Linked DNA regions of Mus musculus: region 1 is linked to region 2. The links are chromatin contacts, called in public Micro-C maps. All regions are on one chromosome and are shown on one strand. The core of a region is the stretch at or near the end of the contact, and the rest is flanking DNA. Distances in the headings are between cores, read along the strand shown.

The links. Hi-C and Micro-C count contacts between places; a contact is called where the count stands out from the background.
Region 1: a contact with region 2 is called in a Micro-C map of embryonic fibroblasts, with 1.9 times the contacts expected there. The contact joins two enhancer-like sites. A contact is called at or near these places in 1 of 15 datasets of contacts at CTCF or cohesin (the NIH/3T3 cell line), 5 of 484 Hi-C or Micro-C datasets (CD4 T cells, cortical neurons, embryonic fibroblasts and 1 more), 2 of 115 datasets of contacts at active chromatin or transcription factors (CD8 T cells and embryonic stem cells) and 4 of 9 other capture datasets (adipose tissue, embryonic stem cells, liver and 1 more).

What each region holds. Positions count from the first base shown.
Region 1 is chr5:32,054,350-32,057,752 of GRCm38.p6, forward strand. It overlaps Babam2 (BRISC and BRCA1 A complex member 2), which reads left to right. Exons shown (of 12, transcript NM_144541.1): 11 at 3,162-3,315. Among named protein-coding and RNA genes, the nearest start is that of Gm40277, 34 kb to the right of the region's middle. Within about 2 kb of position 1,497, at least 30 of the 459 cell types and tissues checked have an H3K27ac peak or open chromatin away from gene starts, as enhancers often do. A contact at or near this core is called in the NIH/3T3 cell line and embryonic fibroblasts, where this site is marked.
Region 2 is chr5:31,934,124-31,937,596 of GRCm38.p6, forward strand. The region is part of intron 7 of Babam2 (BRISC and BRCA1 A complex member 2); the gene reads left to right. Among named protein-coding and RNA genes, the nearest start is that of Gm52770, 63 kb to the right of the region's middle. Within about 2 kb of position 1,963, at least 41 of the 459 cell types and tissues checked have an H3K27ac peak or open chromatin away from gene starts, as enhancers often do. A contact at or near this core is called in the NIH/3T3 cell line and embryonic fibroblasts, where this site is marked.

The DNA of each region.
Region 1 (3,403 bases), core at 247-2,746, 120 kb after region 2:
TGAACTACCATATAGACAACTTTTATCTCTGAAATCCTTTGACAATTCCTGTTCTTCCAGTAATCCAGTTGTGATACAGGAAGTGTTTTGATTTGAACATTGGCTATAAGGACATGCTGTTCTCTGGAGACAAAAAAGGATCATGTAATGAATGCTTTGGGGGATTATGATATACATCAGTATAGAGCTTGCTGATATTTAAGTAAAAACAAAAATCATGTCTTACTTGAGTGGGTAAATAGATATTTCTGGTTTTTAATGTTTCTAATACTAATTGGCATTTGAGTCAAAGAAAATAGTTCAAAACTAGGAAATAATATATTTCTAAACATATCAAATACTAATACCAGCAACTCACTTCTGCAAAACAAAATCGTGGGAAAAAAGATTAGAAGGCATTCCAGCCAGATGCAGGAGTGTATACCTATGTCCCAGATACTCTGGAGTCAGAGGCCAAAGGATCTCATGAGCCCAGGAGTTTGGCACCAGCCAGAGCACTAAACCAAGACCTGTATAAAAGTTTCTTTTTTCAGGGGACTGGGAGAATGGCTCAGTCCATAAAGTACTAGCAAGAAGCCCTGAGTTCGATCCCTATTAAAAGCTCTGCGTTGTGACCTGTGCTTGTGATCCCAGCTGAAAGGGCCGATGCACGGGATGCTCAGGCGTAGGCCAGCTGGCCTCGTCCAACTGTGAGCTTCAGGCCACTGGAGAGATCCTTTCTCAAAAAGGTGGATGCCATTCCTTAGAATGACATCTTCCTTTGACCACCACAAGCACAAGCACTGACACATGTACTTACATCCACATATACTCACACACACTTACACACTCACACACTCACGCACACACACTCACGCACTCACGCACACACACTTCTTTTTTTTTTTTTTTTTTTTTTTAGAAAAATGTAGTCTAAAGTCCCCAAAGCCAGTAGCTTGAAAGCCACATAGCCTGTAGTCATAGCTACATTACTTTTGATAGTGAGTGATGGCTGTTTATAAATGATTGCATTGAATTCTTTTATTTAAAATTACTCTTTTTTCATAGGTAAACTAGCATGTTAAATACTTTTCTATTATTAATGATCGGTTTGGAGGTTAATCTGAATGTTGTTTCCTATTTGGAAACTCGGGTGTTACTCAGCAGTTGCAATTGAAGTTGAGGAAAAGTGTACAATGAACAGGCATTTGTTCCTAAAAACTTATCAGAGGGAATTAAATGAGCATCAGAAAGGACGTAACAGGGTTAGAAATCAGTGTTTGTTCCGAGTAGCCAAGGATGTTACAGACCAAGCCTGCTATAGGGAAGGACCTACAAGGATTTTCTAAATTGAGGTATTTGTCATTTGGATTGGTGTTTTCATACTTTTGTTGTTCTGTGTTATACAATCTCTGTTTCATAAAAATAGCCATGTATGGAGGCTATCATACTGTGGCACTGAGAAATGTGACTAAAAAGTGGTCATTCTCAGTCCTGCCCCTTTTTGTTGGTAGTGGTGTGAGTCACCAGTAGAAACCCCCTGTGCCACTGAGTCAGACATCGTCAGAGTCGGGTACACTCAGAAGTCTGAGAGGCTCTACCAACAACACAGGTTTTTGCTGGTTGGTTGGTTGGTTTTGGTTTTGGGGGGGCAGTGAGTTATTGTTGGGAGATTTCTTTAAAAAAACAAAAACAAAAACCATGAAGCTAACTTTTCCTTTGAGAAGTCACATCTAGGGAAAGCGCTAGGATCAGCAGTATGCACCGAAGGAGGGAGGGAGGGAGGGGGAGAGGAGGGGAGAGGAGGGGAGAGAAGGGGAGAGGAGGGGAGGGGTAGGACTGCACTCCACAGCATCCTTACATGTTGCTTTAATATGTATCTGTTTGTGCAGCTAACATTTCCATCCTTGTTCATGCTTTACAGTGGAGGCTCTGGCTTACTGACTGAGTTGTAATTGCAACACAATTTTAAGCAGGTTATTGGAGAGTATTCTGCAGTGTCACACAGTAGGAGCCAAAGATTCCAATCCTGGCTTTAGATTTTGTCCCCTGCTGCTGCCCAGTCTATGAGAAAGTTGACAAAGTCCACGAACTTTCTAGTTTACTCAGCTGTTAAACACACAGTTTCAAAATAATGTCCCTTTCTTGAAGTTTTAATTAACAAAGCATCTAAAATGAACTCTGCAAAGCTAGAAAATCTATACACATCATTACTGCATTTGTTAATGTGCCTATTCTCTGTCCTGGAAATGGGTAACATTTACACAAACTTTGTCTACCTCAGAGAATGTTGAAACAGTTTCTGGGGATGCTTTGCCTCCACTAAAACTAACAAGAGATTTTATTTTAAAAACTTGACTTAACCCCCAAATGAAATGCTAAAGCAACACTACATATTAGCAGGGGGCTTGGGCTCAGCTCTGATGGGCAGCAGCAGAGTCTCTGTTCAGATTTGCCCCTGTTGCGGCCCACTAAGGAGCTCCCTCTGATTTACAAGATATAAATATATGTGGTAACATATGTGGGAAAAAAAGGAAAGTGCTGAGTATGGAGATTTCACGACTTGATTGGAAGCAGAATGATAATTTTATTTTTCTGGAAGTCTAGTTGGTGCATCCTATCAAAGCCCTCTTTGTCCCTTTTCCAAGTTTGTTCTTGAAAACCATCTTTCATCCTGCTCCCCCATCAGATTGTAGGTGAGGAAGACACAGTCCCGCCCTTGAAAAGCGTATGGCATAATGGAAACTTAACACAGTTACATGGCTAGCTCTGCAATGGCAATGGGCAAGGCCAGGGCCCAGGAGGTCGGACAGTGTGGGACGCCATTCTGGTTATGCCTAAGATTCTGCATGTGTCACGGCTTCTGTGGTCCCTCATGCCATTGCTTTGATCCAAACCTCAATCGGTGCTTGTGGCTCCAATTGTCATGTACCCAGCATTCTGAGTTAGCCAAAAACATGTCTTAAGATGTGTTTATTGCTGAGCAGTGGTGTCAAATGTCTCTAATCCCTGCACTTGGGAATGAAGCAGAGTCAGGTGGATCTCTGTGAGTTTGAGGCCAGCTTGGTCTACAGAATGAGTTTCAGGACATCCAGGACTATACAGAGAAGCCCTGCCTTGGGAGAAACAAAAAGGATGTATTTATGAACTCTAACCATCTTTTCCCCTTTTTTGCCTTGCAGTTGACCTGCCCCTGTTTTTCCCTCGAGATCAGCCTACGCTCACATTTCAGTCAGTCTATCACTTTACCAACAGTGGACAGCTTTACTCCCAAGCACAAAAAAACTACCCATACAGCCCCAGATGGGATGGAAATGAAATGGCCAAGAGAGCAAAGTAAGTGGTACATTGTTAGTTGACTGGCCGTGAGTGGCCTCTTTGGGTTGTTTGTTTGTTTGGTTGGTTGGTTGGTTTTTGTTTTGGT
Region 2 (3,473 bases), core at 713-3,212:
GCCACTGCCTATTGAAGATGCCAGATTGTTTCTGCCTGGGTCACACTGGGCCACAACCATGTACCTCTCCCCCACTGGGGAGGTAGAAATGAACAGGTAGTACCCCAAACTGGAAGATTTTCCCAGAGAGCTCTTCTCTTCCACAAACTCCTACACTTGTGTGTGAACACAAGGGGGGGGGGCTCAAAAAAAGCAGACTCCTTCCCTTTGTTATACTTAATCTCTTGATATCAACAGTCATAGGACAGATAGTGACTTATGTGCAAGCCGTCAGATATAGTAGTGTTAGAAATGTATGCAAGCAAGGCTGGGCAGTTCCACACAGATACTTGGTATTTGCTTTTCTATGTGGTTTCTGTTATATCAAACACAAGGCAGAGAAAGTTGCCCCCACAGCCCTGCTGGAGTGAGCAAGTGTGCTCTGGCCTGCTACAGGCCACTTTCTGAGCTGTCCAGGCCATGGAAGCACAAATAGCAACCTCGGGCACATAAGGACACGCACAGGCCACAGAGCCTGTGAAGGGCTCTGTCAGGTTTCAGTGAACAGATGTTTATCCCACAACGCTTCCCCTCTTCTTGGGGTTTGTCTAGTGCATTACAGAAAAAAGGAAGAAAAAGAAACCTTAAACTGTTTACACTAATTATCCCCTTTTGCTGCTCTTGCTTGTTTTGTTTTGCTCTTTCTTTTTCCCATACATTAAGAAGTCTTCATGTGAGGAAGTTCTGCCCAGCTGCTCTCTGGAATGGACCCTTCCATAGCTTAAACTGGGAACCTTTTGTTCTTGGATCTGAGTACAGCTCAGCTCGCCTTGTCACATGTGTGTTGGTGCACTGGCTTCCAAGAAGTTTATAGGCTTTTTCTCAACCCATTTCCTTCTTACCCCAAAGATAATCTGCTTCTATGACTTTCCTTCAAGTAAACAACTCCAGATCCCTTCATTGTATCTGTTCTCCCTGTGGCTCAGTCAGTACTTTATGCAGCCAGGCCGCTCTGAAGCCTGTGCTTAAGTTCGGTGCGTTCCGTGCCACCGTCCTAGCTATTAAATACTAAGTCAAACCCTTTCTTCTGTCTCTCTTTTGTTCATGTGTTCACTTACTTTTTCATTTCCTTTGTTCAAGAAATACACATATATATTTAGCTCCTGCTGTGTACCAGGTACAGCTCTGGGTACAAAGGAGTCAGCAATAAGTAAAACCAGACGTGGTCTTGGCCTTCAAGGAATTCCCATTGTAGTGAGGGAGAAAGGCATATAAAGGATTAATTACAATTCAAGGTGATGCACACTATAATAGTAGAGTTCAAAGTTCTTTGAAGAATGGCAAGAGTGTAATTGGCTCTGCCTCAGGCATCAAAAATACCTTCCCAGACTATTTGACATGTGTTTATTCTAGACATAGAACAGCATATATGGAAGATGTGTTTGCAAAATGGTAAATGGTCCAGAGAGGCCAGTAACTAGGATATAAGAAATGATGAAGGTAAAGCTGAGAACTCAAGGTGGGCAGCAGCCTAGCTCACTTATTTTGCAAATAAGGCTTAAAAATCATTCATATATATAATATACATATATATTATATATGCATATATACACACACACATATATCTTTCAGAAAAGAGAAGGTACGAGCAATGACAACTTTTAAACACACACTCAATGTGTTTAAAATGAGTGAGTCACACACTCAATGTCATAGGCTCAGTTGTATTTGCTTAAAATCCATATGCTCTGGTCCCATCCCCAAGACCTCAGAAAGTGACTGTATTGGAGATGGGTCCTTTCAGTGGATGTTAAGTTAAATTGACGTTGTTTAGGAGTGTTTTAGTCAGTAGGGCTGGGGTCCTTACCAGAAAAGGAAGATGAGAGGCAGAGGGAGAAGTCTATGAAAGCATGCTGAGAAGAGACTCAGCAGCCAGCACTTTACCTCTAAACCAGGAAGTGCACTTCTGTGTTCAGTGACTCAGTCTGTGTGCACTTAGTTATAGGAGCCTTGAAAAAAATGGATACACTCAACATTGTGATTTATAGGGGGCTGGAGAGATGACTCAGCGGGTAAGAGCACTGACTGCTCTTCCAAAGGTCCTGATTTCAAATCCCGGCAACCACATGGTGACTCACAACCACCCATAATGAGACCTGAAGCCCTCTTCTGGCGCATCTGAAAACAGCTACAGTGTACTTGTGTATAATAATAAATAAAATCTTTTTTTAAAAATTGTGATTTATAAATATGGTTATGTAGAGGGTGCTGGCTTGGGATGGACAGTTATGAGGAAGAGGAAACAGGACTAAGGTGCTGAGGCAACGTTCTAGGCTGCTGAGGGATTATACTTGTAAGATACCCTTTTAACCAAAATAGTGAATACCATAGAGAAGACACCTTTGGGAGAGTAGAGAGGAGCAGAACCCCAAACAGCACATTTAGATTTAGATCTGTCTGTTTCTGGTTTTACCTTGGGTAGCTGAGCTACTTGGGTGGTATCCAGGTGAATTTTCTTGCTGCTGGCCCTTGCTTGAGTTCTGCAGCAGGAGTGATAGTTTCCCGTTGTCTCTGTCCCTGCTTCACACTAGCTGGTATGGCCATGACTGCATCCTTCTCCTCTGGGCACGTTTCCACAGGGAGTCATCCCTGCAGCTGCAGTTCACTCGAGTTCAAGTCCTGGGCTACACAATGCCAGCCCACTGTTGTCAGGCCTGTGGTGTCTCTGCCTCTGGTTTGTTTCTTTAGCTCTGTGTTCAGCTTCAGTTGGCCCTTTGCATGCACCATCTCTCTCAGTGACTTGAAAGTACCTCCTTCTAGGCGGAAGTCCTAGAGACAGGAGGAAATGTATAATGACACTTGGAAAGAGTCTGAGTGTGAGTGTAGATTTGGTATTCTGTAGGTTAGGTCTGAACTGATTCATTGCCAATAGCAGTGAAAAGTGAAAGGGGTCATGGGTAGAATGCTGGAAAACTTAAACTCCTCAGGAATTGGCTAGCTTTGTAGCAAAGTTGGATTTTATTTATATAATTCCTTAAGTCTGATTACATGAATAAATGCAAGTGAATAATTCCGACTGAATATTCCCACTAGTAACATAACACTAAAGTATATGGTGGCATATGCCTGTAATTCCAAACTCAGGAGGGTAAGGCCAGGGGTCATGAGTTCCAGTTTCTGGCCCAGCTTGAGAACCAAGAGAGAAGCGGGGAGGGGCTAGAGACAGACAGACAGAGACAGATAGAAACTGATTTGTCATAAAGAAGGGAACCAATGAACAGTGGGTCAGTTTATAGAGAGTAAGTAGAATAACAAAAGTAACATTTACAAACCTCAGAAATATAATTATTAAAAACCCTATATGTCTAATTACAAGTTACTTAGAAATATATGTCTTAATGAAATTTACTAAGTCCTTTTGGATGGCACTCCTTGTGGCCAAGATTTATTTTACCCTATGTTCCAAAATAATAAAGTCTGTGCTACCTGTTAAA